Regions from separate parts of the Mus musculus genome. Here all the other regions are linked to region 1. Evidence: chromatin contacts called from public HiChIP or PLAC-seq and promoter capture Hi-C data. All regions are on one chromosome and are shown on one strand. The core of a region is the stretch at or near the end of the contact, and the rest is flanking DNA. Distances in the headings are between cores, read along the strand shown.

What was found. HiChIP or PLAC-seq counts read pairs in DNA pulled down with a chosen protein or histone mark. Capture Hi-C pulls out chosen DNA fragments and counts their contacts.
Region 2: a contact with region 1 is called in a FOXA1 HiChIP or PLAC-seq map of pancreatic cancer cells. The contact joins the promoter of Atp5d here to the promoter of Ncln in region 1. A contact is called at or near these places in 1 of 39 promoter capture datasets (liver), 1 of 484 Hi-C or Micro-C datasets (CD4 T cells), 1 of 115 datasets of contacts at active chromatin or transcription factors (pancreatic cancer cells) and 1 of 9 other capture datasets (liver).
Region 3: an H3K4me3 HiChIP or PLAC-seq map of bone marrow-derived macrophages shows a contact between it and region 1, with 4 times the contacts expected there. The contact joins the promoter of Wdr18 here to the promoter of Ncln in region 1. A contact is called at or near these places in 2 of 39 promoter capture datasets (embryonic stem cells and liver) and 1 of 115 datasets of contacts at active chromatin or transcription factors (bone marrow-derived macrophages).
Region 4: a contact with region 1 is called in a promoter capture Hi-C map of liver, with 3 times the contacts expected there. The contact joins the promoter of Med16 here to the promoter of Ncln in region 1. A contact is called at or near these places in 2 of 39 promoter capture datasets (hippocampal neurons and liver), 1 of 484 Hi-C or Micro-C datasets (B cells) and 2 of 9 other capture datasets (liver and macrophages).

The regions. Positions count from the first base shown.
Region 1 is chr10:81,494,822-81,498,023 of GRCm38.p6, forward strand. Ncln (nicalin) reads right to left here and starts at 1,542. Exons shown (of 14, transcript NM_134009.3): 1 at 1,259-1,542. The coding sequence starts at 1,442. It overlaps S1pr4 (sphingosine-1-phosphate receptor 4), which reads right to left. Exons shown (of 1, transcript NM_010102.2): 1 at 2,924-3,202.
Region 2 is chr10:80,141,030-80,143,940 of GRCm38.p6, forward strand. Atp5d (ATP synthase, H+ transporting, mitochondrial F1 complex, delta subunit) reads left to right here and starts at 1,286. Exons shown (of 4, transcript NM_025313.2): 1 at 1,286-1,577; 2 at 2,803-2,911. The coding sequence starts at 1,437.
Region 3 is chr10:79,958,570-79,961,445 of GRCm38.p6, forward strand. Wdr18 (WD repeat domain 18) reads left to right here and starts at 1,583. Exons shown (of 10, transcript NM_175450.4): 1 at 1,583-1,803; 2 at 2,433-2,543. The coding sequence starts at 1,594.
Region 4 is chr10:79,907,356-79,910,262 of GRCm38.p6, forward strand. Med16 (mediator complex subunit 16) reads right to left here and starts at 1,583. Exons shown (of 15, transcript NM_198107.2): 1 at 1,463-1,583; 2 at 136-301. The coding sequence starts at 1,540. R3hdm4 (R3H domain containing 4) reads right to left here. Exons shown (of 8, transcript NM_177994.5): 8 at 2,697-2,907. It overlaps Gm24019 (a small nuclear RNA gene), which reads left to right and starts at 1,840; the gene lies at 1,840-1,946.

The DNA.
Region 1 (3,202 bases), core at 292-2,791:
AGGCCCAGGGGAAGTTGGGTAAGGAGAGGTGCGGAAAGGCTGTGGAGTGGCCAGGGGCTGAGGAACTCAAAGAACTTATGCCCAGGGTTTCTAAAGACCTGCTCTGGCTGGCTGCCCCATCACGAGTCCTCCAGGGTGTAGACAAGATGCAAGAGCCCATTAGTTCTTAACCAGCCAAGGATGGGTGAGAAAGTCACGTTAGGCATCTGGTCCACAATACATGAGCTTATTCACAGACCGGCCCACCCAAGATTCTGTGCATGTGAGACCCAGACATGGAAATGCATGGTCTAGGAACTGCCCTCCAGATCGCGGAATGCTCTGGAACAACTGTGGGAGCTCAGAAGCTATGCTTCACAGCTTAGTGGTGTCCACGGTTCCCCCGCCATCAGTGACACCCCACAGTGGCAGTTTAGCAGGTGGCCCTTCCGAAGATACCAGGCCACAAGGATCTGCAAGCAAATGCTTACGACATTGGGACACCTGGCCACCTACTCCTTGGCCTAGGGTAAGGTCCCCCACCCCAGGGTGCTCTACATGCCAGGGCACTGTTCTGGGGCCACTGTTCTGGGTCCTGCAAGGTGCTGGGCAGCCACCTGGCCTCGACCCCTTAGAGCTCCCCGAGCTGGGGCAGCAACATGACCCCTGCCATGGCAACACAGTTTTAAAGAGAAATTAATGCAATTCTGGGTATAGGGGCCACATAGGCTTGGGTGCACACACCAGGCTGCCACACCCGCTCAAAAATGGGGGCCCGGCCTTGGCATTCAGGCAAAGACAGTATCAAGGCTGAGAGGCAAACCAAAGAGCAGGGTGCGGGAAGCTCTGAGAGGCCCCAAACCTAGGCATGGGGACAGAGATCCTGGGGAACCCTGGCGAGGAGTGGGGAGCAGAGCAAAGGGGTGAAAGTATGGTACTGTGGGAACCAAGGCCCCAGGAAACCCCAGGACACCAGGCCCGGGGGCTGACGCCGGCCTGAGAGTGGTCTGAGGCAACCGCTGACAGAGAGGGATCAGGGTGACATGGGATCGAGGAGAGATAGGAATCAGGGTGGCGATGATGGGATGGGGTGACAGGAGTCAGTGAAACAGCAGGGGAACTGAGGGAACAGAGCTGCCAGGAACAGTAAGTCAATGGGGAGACCGGGATAGCAGTCGGAGTTCCTCTGCCTGACAGTGGGAGGATCGCAGTGACTGGGGGACTAGTGTGGCAGTAAGGGGGACGGCGGCGTCAAGAGAAGAGGTCAGGGGTCGCGCACCGTATGGCTGGCCCTGCAGGTCGTACTGCTGCATGCGGTACACGGTGAACTCGTGCGCGGCGTCGGCGGCGGGCAGCGGCGGCGCCACGAGCAGCAACACGGCGGGCAAGAAGACGATAAAGCCGAGTGGCAGGCACGACGCCTTCAGCACGTTCTCGAGCACCTCGCCCGCTTCCTCCAACATCCCGGCGGGCGGCAGGCCGCAAAGGCGGCAGCGACGGAGGGCGACGGGAAGCGGCCGAGGCTCGGCGGACTCAGCTCGGCATGGGCGGCTGCTGAGGTCCTTCGGGGAGAGCCACGAACAGCCCGCGCCTGCCCTAGGGTCCTTCGGGCAGCACTGCGGACGGCCCTGTCTGCCGCGCCGCCTTCTGGGAAATGTAGTCTTTCTTGTGAGCGAGCCTCGTTTTAAACGGCTCCGCGCGCTGTGGAACCCTGGGAGTTGTAGGCACACTTAGACTCGCACTAGGGCCTCTCGGAAGCTGTGACAGTCCTTATGCGCGGAGCCCCCTGGAAGTTGTAGTCCCACTGTGCCGCTCCTAGAAGCTATGGTGGACAATCTACTGCTACTGAACTCATCCAAGCCGCAAAACACAGATGACTTACAAAGCTATTAAAAACCATTCCCAGTAAATCTTGTTTAAGCCCCATGTTTGGAGTCGTTAATGAAAGGACAATCCAAAACCTAAAGTGCAGGACGTGACCGTTCGACCCGGAAAGATGTAGGAAAGGAAAGAGAAAGTGCCCGCCTGGTGCCTTGTTTCTCTGGGAATTGTAGTCCTATCGGGCAAGCACAAAGGAATATGGGAACTAGAGTCGTTCTTTTAGTCTTTGAAAGGAGAGGGGATTAGAATGCGAGAAAATAAAATAAAATAAAATAAAAGAGAAAGAGAGAGAGGTGAGGCCTTTGTCTTGAAGGTGCTAGCTCTCTGATCACAAGACACTCTGACTACAGGTGTTCTACAGGATTTAAGTGAATGAGTGAAAAGCTGGTTAAAAAAATAATATTCGGGGCAGGTGGTAAGGTAGGAAGGCAAGAATTGGCGCGGACTTTAATGGCAGTGGGGAGATCAAGATAGCTAAAATGAGACTAGTGTGACGATGGGAGGTCTTTAGTATCCCTGTTCATACTTGGGACATATTTAACCTAACATTTTTGGTTTGCCCTATTGCAACTTCAATGGATTTGACTAGTCCCTGTGTCTTGGGGTAAGTTAAGATGTGAATTAAAATTATATGTCACTCACACCTCTAGAAATACAATAAATAAGAAATAAAAGACCAGACACTGCCACCCACCCACTGGCAGCCACAGGTGGGAATTTGATATGCAAACTGGCATGAACTGACTTTGAGTAAGATTCGCGACTGGTGAGTGCTGGCTTTCGAAGCCTGTGGAGAACTTGGGGATGGTGCCTTCTCTGAAGACCATTTGCCTTAGGTAAGAAAACAGATTCTAAGACTCAAACTTGTGGTCCTTTCCCCCGGGTGAGTGATAACTGCCAACTGTATACCGAGGCCACAGACAATCAGAACTGAAAGTGTAGAAAAGAAAACAGATGATGTGTGTCCAACAGCGTGAACTTCTGCCATCTATAACTGTGACAATCCCTACCATCCTAGAGTCACTGCCAGCGCGCCTCGGTTACAATACACTGAGAAACGGAATGTGGAGGTTTCGTTCATTTTAATGAATTTTATGCAGCCATGCATGGCTTGCAGCTGCACTATCACATGGTAGGGTCCACAGCTCCCTGCCACAGCATATCTCCGTGATTCAGAACAGGAAGGGCGAGGCTGCGGGGTTACAGGACCAGTTGAGATTGCCCCAGACCTGGAGTGGGTGGCTCTATCCTCCCCACACAGAGACAGAGAACCTGAACTGGAGGAGGGAGGCCATCGGGGGCAGGCTGCTTGTCCCAATGTAGAAGTCATTGAGAAGAGGGG
Region 2 (2,911 bases), core at 36-2,535, 1.4 Mb before region 1:
CTAGCTGCCCACTGCCCAGGGAAACTGTCCAGATTATAGAGACTGGGAACTAGGTGTCTCTCATAGAGATTGATTAAGGCCAGGACTGCTGGCTTTTGAGCAGGTCTGCGTGCCAGAGTCTCTAGTTAGTAGAATAAGTTTGTAGTCTAGCTTGTAGTCTTGCATCTGCCAGGCTCTGGTTCAAGGGTGACCACGACCCTCTAGCTGCCAGCTGCTCCTCTAAGATCCAACAAAGCTAATGGCTTTCCTTCTGTTTGCCCCATCAAGCCTATGCCTGCATTTTCTGTGAACCTACGTGGTGGGGCATGGGGACCAAGAGCTGAGCGGAGGCCGGAACCTGCGTGAGTGCGGGGGCAGGGTGATGACGTCATGACCGAGAGCGAGGCTGCGCGGACAAGACTGGCGTCAGTGGGGCCCCTTGGCCGCCTGCGCACGGGCTCCTGCGTCAGTGGCACGCAGGGGCGGAGGCCCGCAGGGAGGGGACTGCGGAGAAGAGCGAGTACATCTCCAGGTTTCGCGCGCCCTCTGCCGCCATCCGGTGCACTTCTTTCCTGGCACGACCTCTCCCCAGCACGCACCGCAGCGGGCATCATGAAATTTAATTATTTATTTAGCAGCTTCTCATGATGTAGTCCTGGTTGGTCTCAAACTCATGGAGCCCCGCTTGAGTCTTCCTCCGGGGAGTTGGGATTAACTGCGCCTGGCATATGCATATATATATATGTGTGTGTGTGTGTGTGTGTGTGTGTGTGTGTGTGTGTGTTTCGAGATAGGATTTTTCTGTATAATCCTGGCTGTTGGCTGTCCTGGAACTCACTCTGTAGACCAGGCTGGTCTCAAACTCAGAAAGCCGCCTGCCTCTGCCTCCCAAGTGCTGGGAATAAAGGCACGCGCCACCACTGCCCATCTATATTTGATGCACTTTTGGAAATAGGTTGTTCCGAGTGCGGGGATTGCAAGAGTGTGTCACCGCACTCTACATTTTAATTCTTCTGTTCCAACACGTTACAGGTTTGCTTCTTCTGGGCCTCGAATGCTTGGCACCTGATATCAAGCCCATATCATTTCCGCGCAAACATTCCCCTCCTGAGGGAATATGTTCGTTTGCAGAAAGAACCGCATCCCAAGAACCCAGAGTCGTTTGCTGTTAGAAGGCGAAGAAAACTACAATTCCCAGAATGACCCACCCGGCATAGGAGGATCCCACTTCTAGGCATCACTGCAAGGGGTGGGGCCAAGGGAAAGTATACCTCCCAGAATGCTCAGCGCGTACTGCATCGCGCAGCCTTCGGAGAATCCTGTGCGCGTGCGTTCTTGTGGGAACTGCGCCTCCCAGAAGGCACCGCGCGTCGTCCTTCTCCCTCCCTGAAGGCCGCCTCGCTTGCCCAGTGTGTCGGCCGCCCGCGAAGCTAGAGTCCACTGACTTTTCCGCCACCATGTTGCCCGCCTCACTGCTTCGTCACCCGGGCCTGCGCCGCCTGATGCTTCAGGCGCGTACATACGCCGAGGCCGCCGCTGCACCTGCCCCCGCCGCCGGGCCCGGACAGATGTCCTTCACCTTTGCCTCCCCGACGCAGGTACGAACTCACATCCCCCAGACTCGTCAAGCCCCTGATCTGACCCGTGGAAGAGGTTCTCTTGTATTAGGTCATTTGTTTCATCCCCATGGGGCCCTGTGAACCTCCCCCCACCCCAGACCTCACCCCTGGATGGGGTCACCTGGACCCAGGGCTCGACCTCAGTGTTCACTGAAACTTCATGCTCCACCCCTAAGGGCGTCACCTGGACATAAGACTCCACCCTCTGGGAGGTGGATCACCTATATCTGGAACCCAGATTTTGCCTTCACAAACCCTTCTGTTTTGGGGTGTTCTAGGCTCTACACCTTGGTGGTGGTCACTCAGGCCCTGTCCTTGGGTGTTGTACCCGAGATTGATATGAACCCCAGGCTCTACTCAAGGCTTAGGTGGTGTCACTTGGAGCTAGGATGAACAATGGAGCACAGAGCAATGCCTTTGGGTTTTACATGGCTCACAGTTTCTACCCGTGGGGGATTCCCCAAGTCCCCAAGCTGTTGCCCAGATAGGGGTCACCAGTACCCAGACCTGGAGCTCTTGGAAATTGCCTGGACCCAGATCCTGAAGGAGATTTGGACTCAGAACAGAAGCCTGGCCACTGTTGGGGTCACCTGGGATTGACCGAAGCTCCTCATCCTGTTGGGTTTGCCTGGACCAAATATCCTTTTTTTTTTTTTTCTTTAAAGATTTACTTATTTATTGTATGTAAGTAAACTGTTTGTTTTCAGACAAACCAGAAGAGGGCATCAGTTCTCATTATGGGTGGTTGTGAGCCACCATGTGGTTGCTGAGATTTGAACTCAGGACCTTCGGAAGTGCTCTTACCCACTGAGCCATCTCTCCAGCCCTGGACCTAATATCCTTAATTGGATAGACCTTAGCCAAGGTTTTACCAACTTACAGCCATGCTATTTGTAAGCCTGGGTTGGTTTTACACTTTTGACTACCTCATAGCAACTTCCTGAGTGGTTGTGAGACAGCCTTTGGGTTTCTCAGAAACCCCATACCAGGGGCTGGATCAGCACGCTGCACTACACTGCATTGCCCTCTGTTTCAGTCACCTCTTCTAGACACTCTTTTAGACATAGACATTTCACAGGTGAGCAAGCTGAGTCTAATGTCAGCTCTTGGTAGTGTCTGTGTCCCATCAGAATTCCATCCTCTCTGTGCCCACTGTACAGCAGGCATGGGATAATGCCTACCCCATGGTGTACACTCTCTGCAGGTGTTCTTTGACAGTGCCAACGTCAAGCAAGTGGACGTGCCTACGCTGACTGGAGCCTTTGGCATCTTGGCATCCCATGTCCCCACACTACAGGTCCTACGGCCTGGGC
Region 3 (2,876 bases), core at 333-2,832, 1.5 Mb before region 1:
AGCACATGGAGGGAGGGAGGGAGGGAGGGAGGGAGGGAGGGAGGGAGGGGACACTTGGTTTTAGACCTGGCCTATGACCAGCAGCTGTGACCCGAGGCTAAAGGTTGCTTGGCTAGAGATTGACCTTTTGGGTCTACACGGAGTGAACCGAATACAAATTTGAAATTTATGGCTCAAAAGAGGAAAGGGCAAAGAAGCGGCAAATCCATAAAGGGCGTGGGTCGATTGGTAAGAGTTTAATCACCAATTCACCTCAGCCAGACATATTATCCTTGATGAGTATGTAGCCTGATTTTACATGCAGTAAGTCACTAACTTCATTTGGTCTAAATAAAGTATAAAGATCAGTGGTTTATATTTTTGCTATAAAACAAGGTTTAAAAAGTAAACCGGGGGCTGGTGAGATGGCTCAGTGGGTAAGAGCACCCGACGGCTCTTCCAAAGGTCTGGAGTTCAAATCCCAGCAACCATATAGTGGCTCACAACCATCTGTAACAAAATCTGACTCCCTCTTCTGGAGTGTCTGAAAACAGCTACAGTGTACTTACATATAATAAATAAATAAATCTTTAAAAAAAAAAAAGTAAACCGGTTTCAGAGGGAAAGCCAGGAAAGGGGACAATATTTGAAATGTAAATAAAGTAAATATCTGAAGAAGAAGAAGAAGAAGAAGGAGGAGGAGGAGGAGGAGGAGGAGGAGGAGGAGGAGGAGGAGGAGGAGAAGAAGAAGAAGAAGAAAAGAAGAAGAAGAAGAAGAAGAAGAAGAAGAAGAAGAAGAAGAAGAAGAAGAAGAAAGAAGAAGAAAAGAAGAAGAAGAAGAAGAAGAAAAGAAGAAGAAGAAAAGAAAGTAAATAAACCGGTCACCGGTGGTGGAGGCTCAAGGCCACCCAGCACATAAAGAGACACTGTCTCGAAAAGAAAGAAGGAAAGAAAGAAAAAAAGAAGGAAAGAAAGAAAAAGAAAACAAAAGAAAGAAAAAAAAAAGACAAACCCAGCAAACAGGTAGCAAAAATACCTTCCACTACACAGAGGTAATACAGTGCTGACCGGCCAGGGACTCCCCAGTCTTCTACGCATGTGCAGGAATCCAGTTTTGTTTTGTTTTGTTTTGTTTTGTTTTGTTTTGTTTTGTTTTGTTTTGTTTTGTTTTGTTTTGTTTTGTTTTGTTTTGTTTTGTTTTGTTTTGTTTTGTTTTGTTTTGTTTTGTTTTGTTTTGCCCCGCCCCGCCCCGCCCCGCCCCGCCCCGCCCCCGAAGAAGCTCCTGGTGTTCTTTAACCTGCTTGGCTGGGTCTAGCATTACGCCTTTCGCGCACTGGCTTGTACGCATGTGCAGGTCGTCTGGCTACGCCCTCTCACCTGCTGCTAGCTCCGCCCCAGAGCCGCGAACTTTTTACGCATGCGCACGTTAGGGCTCCTGGAACCCGTAAAGCACCAGGCAATCAACAGCCTCCTCGGCTTGGTGAAGCTACCGCGCATGCGTAGACTTTCCAGTTTGGCCTCTAGGAGGCGCTATGGCCGTTCTAGTCGGCCAGGAGCCATCTTAACAGTCTCTCTAAGGATGATGGGATTCAGGGGCGGGACTGGCAGAGCAAGATGGCGGCGCCCATGGAAGTGGTGGTGTGTACTGACGCCGCGGCACAGCTCTGGAGCTGCGTGGTGTGGGAGCTTCATTCGGGCGCCAACCTGCTCACCTACCGAGGCGGCCAAGCGGGGCCGCGAGGCCTGGCGCTACTCAATGGCGAGTACCTGCTGGCGGCGCAGCAGGGCAAGAACTACATCTGCGCCTGGGAGCTGCAGCGTAAGGTGTGGGGCCTCAGCGTCCGCGGGGCAGCCGAGAGTCCTGGGGCGCCGCCAGGGTTGGGGTCCCGGCGACCCTGGGGTGGCTGCGTGACAGGGCGTACTCGGAGGCCGAGGGGTTTTCTCCTAGGGAGATGGCGCCAACGCACGCGTGCTCAGATGAAGATCGATGGCGAATCCGCTTTTGCACGCTTGTAGTGTTAGGGACGCCAATTTTGATGCAGAAGGGAAAATGGGGTCCGTTAGAGGTCATGCTTTTGGACAGCATGGCAGATCAGAGATCTTGAGGAGCCGCAGGAAGACAGAGACCGACGGCCCGTCCTTTTGTTACCCTCGTAAAGAGTCGCAGATCTTCATAGTCAGGACTGACTGAGGCCTGGGGTTACTGGTTCTGATGTTTCTGGAACACAGAGCTTCCTTCTTGTCCGCTGGGATCCCTACTGCTGAGCCCTGACCCTGCCCTTCACTGGGAGGTTCTAGGCAGTGGTTCTAACCCTGAGCCGCACCGACAACCCCTCACTTGAGCAGTCTGTCTCCCCAACCCCCTTACTCTTGCTCTCTGTACTAAAAACTTTAACCTTCCATTGCCTCCGTTCTGATACTCACATAGTTTGTCTTGTATCCTGTGTCCCTAGGATCAGCTCCAACAGAAAATCATGTGTCCTGGGCCTGTCACCTGTCTGACCACAGCACCTAATGGCTTGTATGTCCTGGCAGGAATTGCAGAGAGCATCTACCTGTGGGAGGTGAGAACAGCTTGTCACACGTATGTGTCACTTGGGAATGCTAGAGAGTAAAACTGGTTGGTGTCCAGTTTTACCTGAGGTAGGCAGGTGGTCTTGGAGATCTTACCCATGACTTCTGAAAACAAAAATGTGGCCATGTCTATAGGGTCCTCATTTGTGACTGAGATACAGGACAGTGTTCAACCTGCTGGTGGCTCTAGTGCTGTCGTGAGCAACCAGGAAAGAAACTTAGAAAAGGGCAGTGACCAGAATTAGTACAGAGGAGGAGGAGGCAGGAACCAGAAGCAGTGCAGAGGAGGAGGAAAGCATTTATTTACACTTGTGGTTTATATG
Region 4 (2,907 bases), core at 333-2,832, 1.6 Mb before region 1:
TAACTGGCATCAGAGTGTCTGGCTCTGCCACCACGAGCCTTCCAGATCTGAGGCACAGTGGAGCCACACCTGGCAAGCCCACCCACATGGTCTTGATCCCCAGGTCCTAGCCAGGTAAGGAGAGCCAGCACTCACCCTGGTCATCATTGCGTAGGTCTGTGGTGAAGGCAATGAGGTTCCTGCAGGACCAGGCACAAGCCAGGGGCAGCGACGGGCAGTACGTGCTCTTGGCCCACTTCTCCCATTCGCACACATAGGCCAGGTCCATCATACCCACCGCACCCAGCACGGTCCCTGGCTCCTGGGGAAAAGGGAGGCAGTGCTCTATAGCAGCTCCCAGCTAAAGGGTGTCTAGAATGTTCTCCAGCGAGAGCCCTGCTATAAAATCCATGATGCCCCGCCTGGGGTCACTCCTCCCTAGGCAACCCAGATCAGCCTGAGCTCAGCCTACAAACGCTAAGCACCCTCCACACACACAACCGGGCCCACCCCTACCACTTCAGTCTGGGCCTCAGTCTACACTCTAGTTCAGTCTCCAAGCCTTGCCTGGGACCTAGTAGCTTAGACCCCGCAGCAGCCCATGCCACACAATACTCTCAACAAGTTAACATCCAAGGCTCAAATTCTGAGCCTTTTTTTGTTTTTTTTTTTTTGAGACAGGGTTTCTCTGTGTAGCCCTGGCTCTCCTGGAACTCACTCTGTAGACCAGGCTGGCCTCGAACTCTGAAATCCGCCTGCCTCTGCCTCCCAAGTGCTGGGATTAAAGGCGTGCGCCTGGCAAAAAGCCTGAGTCTTTTTTTTTTTCTTTTTGGTTTTTCGAGACAGGGTTTCTCTGTATAGCTCTGGCTGTCCTGGAACTCACGTTGTAGACCAGGCTGGCCTCGAACTCAGAAATCCGCAGCCTCTGCCTCCCAAATGCTGGGATTAAAGGCGTGAACCACCACACCCGGCTAAATCCTGAGTCTTAACACACACACCTCCACCACCTCCCGCCCAAGCTCGTTAAGCTCCACCCACATTGTCTAATCACCCTAGGCTCCGCCTCCAAACCAAACTGGTAAATTCAGCCTCAGTTTCTGCTCAGCTTGTGACTACTAGGTCACCTCTCTGCATCGATCTCAGATCTTTAGCACCCCCAACCCCGGCCCACCTTAGACTCCGCTCCCTAGGCCACATCCCTCTCTATCAGTCTTATTTCTTCAGACTCTGCCCCTCCATCCAACTTCTGAACTCAGGCCACGCCCCTCCCAGGGAGGCTCAGCCCCTCGGACCACGCCCCCTCCTCAACCCCGTCGCCTTAGGCTCCCCCTATTCACATCCCTCCCACAACGGCCTCTACCCAGCAAGCTTTGTTCCCAGGCCCGCCCTCTGACCCCGCAAGCCCCGCCCCTCGGCCTTCCGCTCGCGGTTTTAGCCTGAAACGCACCAGCCACGAGTCCCGTACCCCGCACGCCGTACTAACCTGTCCGCCCCGGGCGCCCAGTCGGCCCGGCGGCCGCGGTCCACACTCGCCCCAACGCCCGGGATCCGACGCCGCCATCTCTAGGCCCGCGCCGGCCCCCTCGCACAGACTTGTGGGAGAAGCTCGGCTACTCCCCTGCCCCGGTTAATTTGCATATAATATTTCCTAGTAACTATAGAGGCTTAATGTGCGATAAAAGACAGATAATCTGTTCTTTTTAATACTAGCTACATTTTACATGATAGGCTTGGATTTCTATAAGAGATACAAATACTAAATTATTATTTTAAAAAACAGCACAAAAGGAAACTCACCCTAACTGTAAAGTAATTGTGTGTTTTGAGACTATAAATATCCCTTGGAGAAAAGCCTTGTTTGTGCTCGCTTCGGCAGCACATATACTAAAATTGGAACGATACAGAGAAGATTAGCATGGCCCCTGCGCAAGGATGACACGCAAATTCGTGAAGCGTTCCATATTTTGTTCCTCAGAGGAACTGACAAGCACCCTAACATCCTATTGGAGGCTCACTCACGTTTTTTCTATTTTGTTTCTTGACAGCAGAGCTCGTTGCTCACTGTATAGCTCAGGTTGGCCTGACACTGATGAGGTTCTCCAGTGACTGCCTCTACCTACCTACTGGGATGACAGAGGTGTACCACCAAGCCACGGGCTCCTGTGTGAGTGTGTGTGTGTGTGTATAAGTGTGCCTTCCACAGTGCACGTAAGAGGACAAGGAGTTGGTTCTTGCTCTCAGATCATCAAGCTTGGCGGCAAGCACCTTAACGTGCTTAACCATTTTGCTGGCCCTCAAGTGACTGTTGTTTGAGGCAGGGTCTCACTGTATGGCCCTGGCTATGTAGACTAGCTGGCCTTGAACTCACAGAGATCCATCAGCCTCTGGCTCCTGAGTGCTAGGATTCAGAGGTGTCCAACAATGAGACCTGTCTACCACATGGCCCAGGCTGGCCTCAAAATCACTTGTCACTGGTCACCATGTGGTTTAAATGGTGCTGGGGATGGAACCCAGGGCTTTGAGCATGCTAACCAATTGCTTTCCCCATCGAACCCCAACCTGGCACCTCATCTTTAAGCATTTTACATGTTGTAAAATGAACTAATGTTATAGAGACTTTGAGGTTCCCCCGTGTCCAGCTTGCTAGCTCGTGCCCTCAGTGATCTCCCAGTCTCACCCACCCCCACCAAACCTAAAGACAAACACGGGGACAGGACTCGAGCACCAAGGCTTTATTAAAATCGTCCCTTTCCCCCAAGCTCAAAGAATCACACAGAAGGGGAAGGGAAGGAGGGCCAGGCCTGCTGAACATATAAGACCTCTGCAGTGACCACAGCTATGCTGAGCAGCAGAGGGGACAGGGGAGGGGACAGGGAACACAAGGTCAGAGGCTTCTGGCTGGAAGTCCTGGACCCCTGGCATAAGGAG